Linked DNA regions of Mus musculus: regions 1 and 3 are each linked to region 2. A link is a contact called in public Hi-C data. All regions are on one chromosome and are shown on one strand. The core of a region is the stretch at or near the end of the contact, and the rest is flanking DNA. Distances in the headings are between cores, read along the strand shown.

Region 1 (4,065 bases), core at 537-3,036, 660 kb before region 2:
CAGTTTTCTGAGGATTCTAGATGGACAAGGGTCTAATGCTACTTTCTGCTTATTATAGGATATAGACATTCTAAAGCAAACTTTAGACTTCCTAATTTCTGTCTGGCATTTCTTGGCTAGAGTAAATGAAGGTTGGGGCTAGATGTGAGATTTTCTTGAAGGGTTTTGGAAGGAACAAACAAGTGGCTTAATTGCCTCATGTTTGCTGTGAGTGCTCCAAGGAACTTTGGTCAGATTCCTGAAACTGGAGTCTACACTCCAGCTCACATGCATACCAGCAGAATGCCTCTGGTTAAGTATCTGACTTCCTAAGTCTCAGTTTACCTCCCTGCAAAATGAGGATGATAGCACCTATGTAGAAGATGAGGTGACAAGTCCATTTGAGGTACATCCTGTGAGCACGGACAAGGGAGGAAGTGCTTTCTTGTGGACCATAACGTCTGTTGGTAGTAGCAAGAATTCTTCCTGACTGGCTTCTCAGTGTGGGCATCGGCTGGGAGTGGCTCTCTGGATCTGGCCTTTCTATTCTACCTACTACTGTTGACCATTTTGTTTGGTATGTGTCATTCAGTATCTACAGGTGACAGAGGAGAAAGAGGAGCTGGGGCAGTGTGATGTGAAAGCTAACACTATTTCCCAAGAGTGATCTGCCCTCAACTGGATGAGTTTTTCTTTTCGTTCGACGCCTTTCTGGTTGGCAGTTAGCATCCTTGTTCCTCCTGAGTGGAGACTGTGAGAACTATCACAGCTGGAAGTGGGCTCCTTGGCAATGTTCTGGTGGCAAGGGAAAAACAGACAGAAAGTCAGAACCATTCAGGAGACACACTGCCGATCACCTGGGAATCCACAAGATCCTCCCACTCAACCCTGTATCTCTACAACTATCGATTCCTTCTTCCTATTCTCATGAATACTAGTTATACATCCTCTATCTAAACGTGCCTATTCACCCATTCATCATCACAGTGTGATGAACACACATGGGAATGTACATGGGGAACAAAGGGTTCCCATGTACCAGGCACTACGCAGTCTTTACAGATGAATTCATCTTCATGACATCACAAGAAGTGTGGTTTATTCTGTATTATCGTTGCCCGTATTTAGCCTGCATTATTTTTGTCTCTCTTCTCTCTCTCTGTTTCCAAGATTAAAAAACCCCAGATACATGGAGTTTTACCTTGTCTCAGATGAAGTAGGAAGTGAAGAGCCTGAAGGAGCCCTACTGTCACACCACCAGAGCCAACATTGCTTCTCAGCTTGTGGGTAACACAGAGAGACTTGTACCCTGCTATTGGAGTGACTAAGCACTCGTGCTGACTGGCTCAGAGTTCCCATATTTGGGGGTGATTTGTGGCTGATTTAAAGGTTTCAATGGTGTTTTAATTTTTAAACAACTCACATGCATCATTTTTTATAATGAAATAAAAGCGTTATTTGCACATAACCGCCGAAGCATATAATTTGCACCATGCAAAACAGCGAGCAGGAACTTTTAATTACTTTATCTTTTTGGTGGGCAAAGAAAAGAGCTCCGAGAAACAGTGGAAGGAAGGAAGGGATTAGACTTTGGCCGCCATCTCCTGGCACGCTTCAAAGGCCAGTCGTTTGCTGGAGTTCTTTGGATGTGTTCTGGTACTTCTGATGTGTTGTGGGGTTCTAATTTGCCTACTGGAGATGCCTGCTGCTTTGTCCCATCACTGCCACAAGATGGCAGTCATACCACAATGATGAATCAGCCCCCACCCTCCAAGAGGAATGTTGAGCATCTTCCCTGAAGGAAGACACACAGAGACAAAACGACGCAGCAGTTTCCATGGAAAGATGAGAGCCACAGTGCCACGGCAGTGGGTTATCTGTGATCTATGAAGTTCTTTATCCTGTGACTCGTGTAGGTTTGTTTTGCTGCATGGGGAATAAAATGATATTGGCTTTTGAGGTACAAAGGCCACAAGGTGAATCTAGGAGGCAGAGGCAGGCGGATTTCTGAGTTCCAGGCCAGCCTGGTCTATAGAGTGAGTTCCAGGACAGCCAGGGCTACACAGAGAAACCCTCCCTGCCTTGGGGGTTGGTGTTGTGGTTGGGGAGAAGAATAAGGCTTGGCCCTGGTTGGGCTGTTGTGGTGAAACTAGATAGGCGAAGGATGAATGGGGTGGAACACCAGGGCTCCCTGACTGCACTTCCAACCCCCACGATGCTCAGTGGGGGAGTGAGGGAAATTACTCCTGTGTCAGTTCTCACTGTCTGCTGGAATAGATGAAGTGTCAACTGCCATGGTGGAACACCATAGTTCATCTGCTCCCTCTCTAATCTAATACTTGCACTGGAGGATCTGACACAGCAAGAAGAAAGCTCTTTTCCATAGGGCACTAACTCATGTACAACACTTTAGAGTCTCCTCTATTTTTTTTTTTCCTAACTCACAGATTGGGAGAACCCTGAGAGAGAACACAGAAGTAGAAGCACACATGCGAGGTTTGCTGAGCAAGGCTCACTCTGTTCTACTGGCCAGACATGAGCGGCATGGCCTCACCTAACCCCATAGGAGGCTGGGAAATGTAGTTTAGTATGTGGCCAGGAGAGTAAGAAAATGGCCTTTGTGTAATGACTACATAGTCTCTGCTTCTAGACTCATCATTTCAGTCAACTATGGAGCTTGTCCTGAAGAAATAATCAGATTTGCGTGTACATCTGTGTGCCTGCACGAAGGTCTTCATTGCTGTTATTACAAAAGCCAGTATTTAGAATAAGATGTTTAGTGATAATGGATTAAAGATGGTATGGTCTATTTGAATAAAGGCATACTATACAGCTACCAAAAGTTGTGTGGTAAAAAAGTGTTGGGGCTCCACAGTCATCACGTGCCTTCATAAGTCACTATTGTTGCTTAATTAAGTCGTCACTGTACTTTATTAAGTCACCATGGTGTTTTATTACATCATCATGGTGCTCTATTGAGTCCTCATTCTTGTTTTATTAAGTCATCATGCTCTATTAAGTCCCCGGGATGCTTTATGAAGTCACTACTGTGCTTTATTGAGTCATCATTGTCTTTTATTAAGTCATCGCGGTGCTTTAGTAAGTCAGTGTGACGCTTTATTAAGTTACCATGGTGTTTTATTAAGTCACCATTGTACTTTATTAAGGCATCTAGTATTTTTTATTATTTATTAAGGTGATATATTAATTGTAATCACAGGCACTTCCAGGGTTTATGTGAACCTAGAAAAAAAGAATACAGAGGCATTATCTGTTTTCATTTAAATATTCTACCACCTAGGATCATGCACAACATGTTTATTTTGAATATAACCCCATGAAGTAGTCTCTCTGTATTTCTAGGAACACATTTCCCCAAAAGCAAAGTCTCTGATTGAATTATACCGCAGGCTCTGTTGGTGACTGTTTAATTCATGTCTTATCTCCCCGGCTCAATGTCTGACTCCTACCCTGAACCACAGCATCACAGGGCAACGGCTATGCTAGGCATCTTTACCTGTTCCATACACAGTGTGGAATCCAGAGTGGGTACTTGGTAAATATTTATTAACTCAAGTTGAATTGAGTCCAATAATGTCAAATGTAAGAAGAAGAATGAGAAAAGCAAGCAAGCAAGCAAGCAAGCAAGCACACACACACACACACGCCCGCGCACGCACGCGCACACACACAGAGTCTGTGTGAGAAGTTCACATAGGCCATTGAAAAGACTGTAAGAGAACACCTCAGCACGATAGGATCCTGTCATGCTCTTTTATTCAAAATTTCCCCAATCTTCCATTCCTTCTCCAGTGAATCATTTGCATAATCATTTGCAGCTATCATGTGCAGTCAAGATTAAAAGAAAAAGTCATACTTAAGTGAGGTTGCTGTAGGGACTAGAAAATGATTCTGATCCTGTGCCTTGGGGAATGAATTTGAGAAAAGGGTGGTCCCTGGTGGTGATGGACAGGATGGACCAACTGCTGCATTCGCCAGTGCCCAGACCCTTGTCTGAGAATGGGGACAGACTGGATGTGAGGGGCTCAGGGATCTAGCAGGGAGGGTTTCTGATAATGCTCACAG
Region 2 (3,849 bases), core at 442-2,941:
CCTCTGGTATGTATCAATTAAAAACAAGGAATAATTAGGACCTCTTATAACATCGGTGAGTCTCAGAGATTGTTGAGTAAGAAAAAGAACACCTTGTGAAGGGGCTGGTTTTTGTTTGTTTGAAACAGGTTATCATGTAGTTGAGGCTTTCCTAGAAATCACTGTGTAACCAAGTATGACCTGAACTTCTGATTCTCCTACTCCTAAATGCTGGGATTACAGGGGCCATAATTATGGGTCTAAATTATGAAATGTTTGGGACTGACCCCAGAGTTTTGTGCACTCTACCAACATATATTCAGGCAATGGGAAAAGAGGCATGAATGTCACTACCCCCTATTTGGAAGACAAGAGAGAAGTTGACATTTTACATTTTGCTAAATATAGTAGGAGCTCCATCATGTGTGTGTGTGTTATATTCAGAAAAAACAACCAGCATAATTATGGTGTGTATATCAGAGAAAAGGTTGTTCATTGAGTATAGAACAGTGGGGAAAAAAACCATAATTGTAACTATTCCCATTTGGTGTATACAAGTTAATATGATCTCTCCCTTTTTATAATTAAGGTCCAAGAAGATGTTGCTTTCCCTCATTGGAGACTCTGATAAACTCAGTTTGACCAGACAGTTAACCTGTATATCCTCTATCTCATTGTAGTGTGAGTTAATTCAATACTACTCTCTTTCTGGCCTGGGGCTTGGTATATTTCCTTCTTTATGCTCTTATACCACTACCCTATCTCCATTCTGATAACCATCTGTGTTATCATTTCACAACCATGTTGGATATATGTACAGGTACCATACAAACACTGCAGCAAAAGAGCAAAATACTAAAGATATTAGCTAAAAGGTGTCATAATAAAGGTAAACCTGGTGTTCAGATACAATCAGAATACTAGGATCAGGCATGTCCAATAGATAGTCCCGGTGTCTTAGTTAGGGTCACTATTGCTATGGTGAGGGACCATGAGCAAAAAGCAAATTGAAGAGGAAAGGGTTTATTTGGCTTACATCTCCACATCACTAGTCCTTATTGGAGGAAGTCAGGTCAGAAACTCAAGCAGGACAGGAACGTGGACACAGGAGCCAATGCAGAGGCCGTGGAGAAGTGCTGTTTACTGGCTTACTTATAATGACTTGCTTAGCCTGCATTCTTATAGGACCCAGAACCACCAATCCAGGGATGGCCCCACCCACAATGGGCTGGGTCCTCCCCCATTGACTGTTAATTAAGAAAATTACTTACAGCCAGATCTTATGGAGGCATTTTCTCAATTGAGATTCTTTCCTTTAAAATAACTCTAGCTTGTGTCAAGTTGACATAAAACCAGCTATCACACCCAGTAATCATGAGGTTGAGGCAGGAGGATTACAGTTTCTAGTCTAGAGATAGAGAGAGAGAGAGAGAGAGAGAGAGAGAGAGAGAGAGAGAGAGAGAGAGAGAGAGAGAGGAAAAGGAAGAGGGAGAGAGAGCAGGGTCTTTTATTACCTTCATGTCCCAAATCCCTTAATTTGTTAAATTTTCACCCCATCACTTCTGAAGTCCAGGACACCCTTGCTGATGTCATGGGTGTCGTGATTATCTCATGAGATAGTGCACATGGACATATTCTGAGCTAGAACATGGGAGAGGAGCTCACCTGAGTCTCCAGCACAGCTTCAGGAGCTCACTACCCTCCATCTGCCACTCTTCCTCTGACCTACTTTTCCTTTCTGGAGCTTGGTAGGTGATCCCACTAACGAACCCAACCTTCTGTTGTCATGAAGGTGAGCTAACGAGAATCTGTGGATGTGTCTTGCTCATACAATAACCAGGGAGCTCAGGTCTTTGGGTCTGCCTTCTTGTATCCATCCTTAGAGATCAAGAGTTCCAGGTTACTCCTCTGTGTTTGATCCCAGATGAAACAGATGGGAACTGGCTCAGAGGATATAATCTTCTATCCCTCACCTCATCAACTATCATAGAAATTGATTTCCTTATTTTCATTTATTTCAAAGCTGGAGGCCTAACCTAGGGCCTTATACTTGGACACAAGTACTAAACCACTGATCTCTCTTCCCAGTCATCTTTCAATTAAAAAAAAAAAACATAATTATTACATAAGACACCAATAATTCAGGCAATGGGAAAATAGACACCAATGTCACCACCACCTGTATGGAAGAGAAGTTGTCATTTGCTAAATATGGTAGTAGCTCCATCTTTAAACACATTTTTGAAGGTATGATCTATAGTTTGCTTCTCCACCATTTCTATGTACTGCATTTCCAAATTTCAGCCCAATCACGTGTATTTGTGCTTTCTCCCCCTACTTACAACATCATAGACTGATTTTGGAGTTCTATTGAAGTTACATAATACACATCCTAGCTCTCTTGGTAACTTGCTTTTCTCACTTACCAGTTCAGTTCATACATTTCAACTGTTGTATGGAATCCACTGGGTATATGACCACTGATTTGTCCATTTCACATACTCAGAGTTAGAGTCTATATTTTCAGCTACTCTTTGTTGTGCTACATTGTGTACCTCTGTGTAGACCTCATTGTTTATACACTAAGCTATCTCATATAGAAGAAACTTAGGATAGAGAATGAGAAAATGAATTGTTGAATTACAGGGTATGCCTATCCTGCAATGAACTAGATATTTCTAAGGTAGTTACAACAGTTTAAATCACCAAATCTTTTGGCCACATCCTTTGATGCAATCAGATTTCAAAATGTGTGCTGATAGGATGGTTTGAAATGCTATACCACTGCAGTTTTAATCTCTGCCAAACCCCAGTAAGAGTGAATAAATTGCTCATGTATTTATGGCTGTTTGAAATTCTTCATTTTCAATCAGCCTTATTGACATCCACTAAATTGTTTATTAATTTGATCAATTCTGGTCCCAGAGAATTGGACCCTTCCCAGCAATACTCAATCAATTACATCTACTTCTGGTTTCCAGAAGTTTCCTCTTTCAGTTGAACCCAAATGTACATTGTTGATGTTTCCTGGTTATGCATTATAGGATGGCATCACAGCTAACCTTTCTTCTTTATGGTTACTTTGTCCCTCTATTTCTTCATTGATTTGATCCTCACTGGAGTCCTAAATGACACAGTCATGCCACCAAGGAGATACAGGCCTTACAATGTACCCTGTAGCCCTTTAATAAGAAATTTGAATACTTGCAGGGACACAGAGCACTACTCTAAGTGAATGTACAGAAGAGCAAGGGCAATACCCACATGTTAATACAAGTGGTTAATGATAGTGGCCCTATCGATATGATGGTGAGGCAAGCCTCATTAGATGGGTTGAGCGAACAATGCCTGTGAGAAAAGAGCCAAAATGGACAGGCTGATGAAGATGTTTCATGAACAGAGTAAAGAGACCAGTGCTTTTCATGGAAGGTCTACAAGCACTTTCAAATGCTAATAGGGATGAACTAGTAGAGCAGTAAACATCCTTATGTTTGGGAATAAAGGGGTTATAATTGCAGAAGCAGAGGCCATTAAAAGCTGAGAGACTGAGACTCACATTCAAAGCCTTAGGACTAAGATTTCATATCTGCAGCCACACTATCCCTACATAAAAAGAACAAAACAAAGAGACAGAGTTCAGATGCAGAAAAAGTGTTCTGGCCATGAGGAGTCAAGGAATTCCCATCTGCCTCAAGTTTATTTGTGTATCCAATGAAAAAGGCATTACCAATTCCCAAGAAAAAACAGACAAGCCCACAACTGGTGCAATTCACTAGTTGAGAATTACTAAAGAAAAAAAAATAGCAAAACTCTACATGAAAATGGTCAAGCAACTTATAAACATCATACAATTTTAAGAAGTCACTTAAA
Region 3 (3,952 bases), core at 1,054-3,553, 540 kb before region 2:
TGGATCAGGCCCCTACCTGACACAGAATTTGATAATGCCTTGCTTTTAGGCATCAAGCATCCAGAACTGTTAACAAGGGATTAACAGGGAAGGAACTGAGTTGTGGGCAGTGCATACCCCAGAAGGAATTGAGCAGTGTGTAAGAATATGAAAATTCTGGAAAGACTTTGTTTTGCTGGAACATTTGTTGACACAGAATCAAAAAAGGAACAAAGCATTGTACTTGAGATGGATCTTCAGTCTGCTTGAAGGGGACAGTTAATACACTGGAAAAAAAATCAAAAAACAAAATAAGTTGTATAGGAAGGTATATGGCATTGAATGCTCTGGAAAACCATAAGGCAGAATTAAGGGGCCAGGGGGATGCTTGGAAGGAGTAAGATCCACATAGGGTGGCTGGGGCAGACCTTGTCTAAGCTCTGGATAGGAGGGAATGGTGAGGCACATGGATTTCTGAGAAAAGATGTCCTAGGAAGAAGCCCCTGCTAGTGCAGAGTGTGGAGTGGGAGGAGCTATGACAGTGGGTGGGGCATAAGGAGCACTGAGGGTGAGATTTAAGGACAGAGAGTTAATGGTGGGGAGGGGCTACACAATGTACTGCAGAGCCTTTTGGAGGACCCAGGAAAGCCATGAGCAGGATATTGTGGGTGTGGTGCATGTATTTCTTTTCAAGTTTTGTCTGTAGTTCTTCATGTCATAGTTTTGGGGAATAAACCTAGGTTCACAAGAACAATAATAGAATTCATTTTCCGTGGCTCTGCTCCTATCTGAATGGCCAGAATCCCAGTCTGTCTTAGAAGTTATCTCAATGAGTTCAGGAAAGCTCACTTGTGCGTGCACAGCCATGATTGCATGTGGCACACATATATGTGGCAGCCAGAGGTATCATAAGGCTCTGTCCACCCTTCCCGCCTCTCAGGGTCTCTCATTGATCTGAGGCTTGTGAGCACCAGGGATCCCCCTGTGTCTGCCTCCCACTGCTGGGATTATAAATGTATGCCGCCATGCCCTGGTTTGTTTTTACATAAGTTCTGACATTCAACTCAGATCCTTATGAACACTTTATTGACAGAGCTCTTCCCCAGTGCCAAATTCAAGAGGGCTATTTATGACATCAGCTGGCAGCTCTATGTCTGGCTGTCCACTGCATGCCTCCTTCTCCTATACTGAATCCTCATTCCCCTGGTGGCACAAAAGACTGACATAGTCCGGCTCTGATTCTTACTGGGTGAGAGAACTGCACTCTTGAGTACTCTGAACTGGGACAGGATTGTCAAACTGTTCTGGGCACCAGAGACTATGAAAACAAGCCTCTTGCTCCCTGTTCAGGTTGCTGGGGGGTGTTTTGTCTTTGCAGTGACTTTGGGTGGTGATAATGACTTTCACATCTCATTAATACCATAGACTCCCTCTATCTAGCACAGATTTATTATTATAATTAAAATTACTAGACAGAAGCAAAGGAGCCTATGAAGAAGCCATATATATATATATATTTGTTGAAGTAGTACATTTCTATACTTTAAAAAGTCAAGTAGTGCTGGAAGACTTTAAAAAAAAAGCCCAGTCTGCTCTTGCTTCATAGCCATCTTCCATCTCTCCAGAATCACCCTGAGTTTTTAATTGTTTTCTCTTGGTATTTACTTCTGGGCTTCTAAGAAATATGGCTACCAAGCTCTCTCTTCATTGATCATTTTTAGACAGGGAGTATGGAGAGATGATGAGAATTCTAAATCTCTTGTACCCTCCCGATATGGTTCTAGCATTATGTAACTATAGAAAACCCCACGTTTGCTGCTTTTGGCAAACACTCCAGTGTTCTTCATTCTTGCGCTAAGAGTGCGCTGTTTATTTTCTTTTGGAACAAGTTGCCTTTCCTAAGATTAATATTCCCCCCCCCCACTTTATTTTCACTTCATTCATCTTTTGGACAGCTCTTTCCACATCTGGGCACAGCTGTACAACTATTTAGCGGGTGGACAGGGATAAGCAAAGGCTTGCTTGATCATTCACCACTCACTAGCTTAACTCCATGCCCATGAAGATGATCAGGCCCCAGAAGCCTCCCGGGCACTTTCTCATTTTCTCGTTTTCCTTCGCCTCTTCATTCTTCTGCCTCTCCTTCATCACCTCTCATTCCTCATCCATGTTGGCTTGAACACAGGGGCAAAGCTCTGCTCTATGCATTTTGACTTTGATTCATTCAACAGTGTAATAACAGTTTGCCAACTTCTATTAGCACTATCCGTCTGCCACAGTGGTATGGAGGATTTTTTTTTAAAGCCTTGGAGTTCCTAGAGAACCCCTCCTGGGCACTGCCCTTGGTGGACCATCAACCCCAGAGGATCATGGGCAGCAAGATTCCTGTTCTCGCCTTATTTTCCCCTCCCCTTCATCCCTACTCCCCGTGTTATAATTTGGCCTGGCTGCCCTTACAGTACGCGGGGCTCTGGGCTGCCTTGTGATGGGCACCTGTGAGCACCTGTGCTTTCTGGCAAGCATCTCTGTATGAACAGCTTGAGTGTGATCTTTGTGATCGCAGGTTTTGGGCTTTCAAAGTGCATCCTAAATATTTGCTCTCCTTCTTGGTTCACTATATTTTGCCAAACTGGAACCCTACCCTCCTGTCCGTATAACTCTATTTTTTTGAGTCTTTTACTTAATAAAAAAAGCTTGGGTCTCAGCATTCATCATCGTGATTAATGTGATTCCACTAATAACCTTTTTCTACTTGGGAAGACTCCAATTATGGCTGTATTTTGTGTTTGGCCTTGGGCCAGTTTCTAACTCACCTAGGCTGGTTTCCCGATGCCTCTGTGTGAGCATTAACCTCTCCTGTCTCCACGTTCTCCTGCAGACTTCAGGCAGAGCCCATTCTCGGGACCTTCTGCTGACCCATCCTTGGATAAATAAGCCCAGCTGCCTGGGGAGGGAAAGCCTACCTTTCTCTCTTTCTGAATAGTTCAGACGCAAGGCTATTCAAGGATTCTTGATGGTTTCCCCAAAGGTGATATCAAGCCACATTCAGCCTTCATAATTCTTTGGCTCACTCCTCACCCTTATAATTAATAATGGAACCTTGCCAGAAGTACTGATCTTTTAGGATGCTCTTGAAGGAGGAGACTCAAAGGGATCCGCACTGTAAACCCTTCCCAAGCTCTAGGCTCTCTTTGAACACAGTGGAGGAACTGGGATCTTTAGAGAGGTAAGAAGAGAGAAAAGAAAGTGGTTTTCAAGGTCAGACAGCACTGGATATGTGACTCTGAGAAAATTGCTTAGCTTCTCTGGGTCTCAGTTGACTCCTTTGTGAAATGGGAGGATGGTTATCATTAGAGTTGGGATGAGGATTCAAAGGATAAAAGGGATGATGCCTATAATATGACCAGTGGCTCATTTCTACTCCCACAGTAGTTCCATATACTAAACAATACCTAGAGATGCTAAATAGCCCATCTGTATGAGTAGCCCTGTGTTTTGCTTTTACATCAACATATGTTTATTATTATTAATTATTATTATTTTATTTTATTTTTTACTTAAGCAGACTTTAATGAAAGCTGTGCGTGAGATGTCTCTTCTCTGCATCTTCTCGATTGTTTCTTCCTTGTATTTGCCCTTGTCCTTTCCTACTTGTCAGGACTTGGCTTTCCTCTCCAGGATCTTGTGGCCCTTGTTCAGCTTTAGCCTGGTGATGCCCACCTTGCTGGGGTGGATGCCCACATGAACGGTTGTGGTTGTGCCATTAGCCTTCTCTCGCTGGACTCATTCAATGTAGATGATGTATTCCTTCCTGTACACTTAGACTACCTTGCCAATCTACTCACCTTTGTAGTGTCCTTGAACACCCTAAACTTCATTATCCTCCATCATCCTTTCGGATGGGCATAGACTGAACACTATACTTCTGTCTCAGCTCTTTGGAAAGAGGGGAAGTCATGGTCTTCCCCCGAAT

Evidence for each region. Hi-C and Micro-C count contacts between places; a contact is called where the count stands out from the background.
Region 1: a contact with region 2 is called in a Hi-C map of cerebellum, with 3 times the contacts expected there. The contact joins two enhancer-like sites. A contact is called at or near these places in 2 of 15 datasets of contacts at CTCF or cohesin (pro-B cells and stem cell-derived epiblast-like cells), 76 of 484 Hi-C or Micro-C datasets (the AtT-20 cell line, the BV-2 cell line, the Ba/F3 cell line and 44 more) and 3 of 115 datasets of contacts at active chromatin or transcription factors (astrocytes, bone marrow-derived dendritic cells and embryonic basal ganglia).
Region 3: a contact with region 2 is called in a Hi-C map of cerebellum, with 1.5 times the contacts expected there. The contact joins two enhancer-like sites.

Annotation. Positions count from the first base shown.
Region 1 is chr11:93,810,337-93,814,401 of GRCm38.p6, reverse strand. No RefSeq gene overlaps it. Among named protein-coding and RNA genes, the nearest start is that of Gm35148, 4.0 kb to the right of the region's middle. Within about 2 kb of position 1,786, at least 4 of the 459 cell types and tissues checked have an H3K27ac peak or open chromatin away from gene starts, as enhancers often do. A contact at or near this core is called in cerebellum, where this site is marked.
Region 2 is chr11:93,152,958-93,156,806 of GRCm38.p6, reverse strand. The region is part of intron 2 of Car10 (carbonic anhydrase 10); the gene reads right to left. Among named protein-coding and RNA genes, the nearest start is that of Car10, 57 kb to the right of the region's middle. Within about 2 kb of position 1,691, at least 2 of the 459 cell types and tissues checked have an H3K27ac peak or open chromatin away from gene starts, as enhancers often do. A contact at or near this core is called in cerebellum, where this site is marked.
Region 3 is chr11:93,695,177-93,699,128 of GRCm38.p6, reverse strand. No RefSeq gene overlaps it. Among named protein-coding and RNA genes, the nearest start is that of Gm35148, 110 kb to the left of the region's middle. Within about 2 kb of position 2,303, at least 3 of the 459 cell types and tissues checked have an H3K27ac peak or open chromatin away from gene starts, as enhancers often do. A contact at or near this core is called in cerebellum, where this site is marked.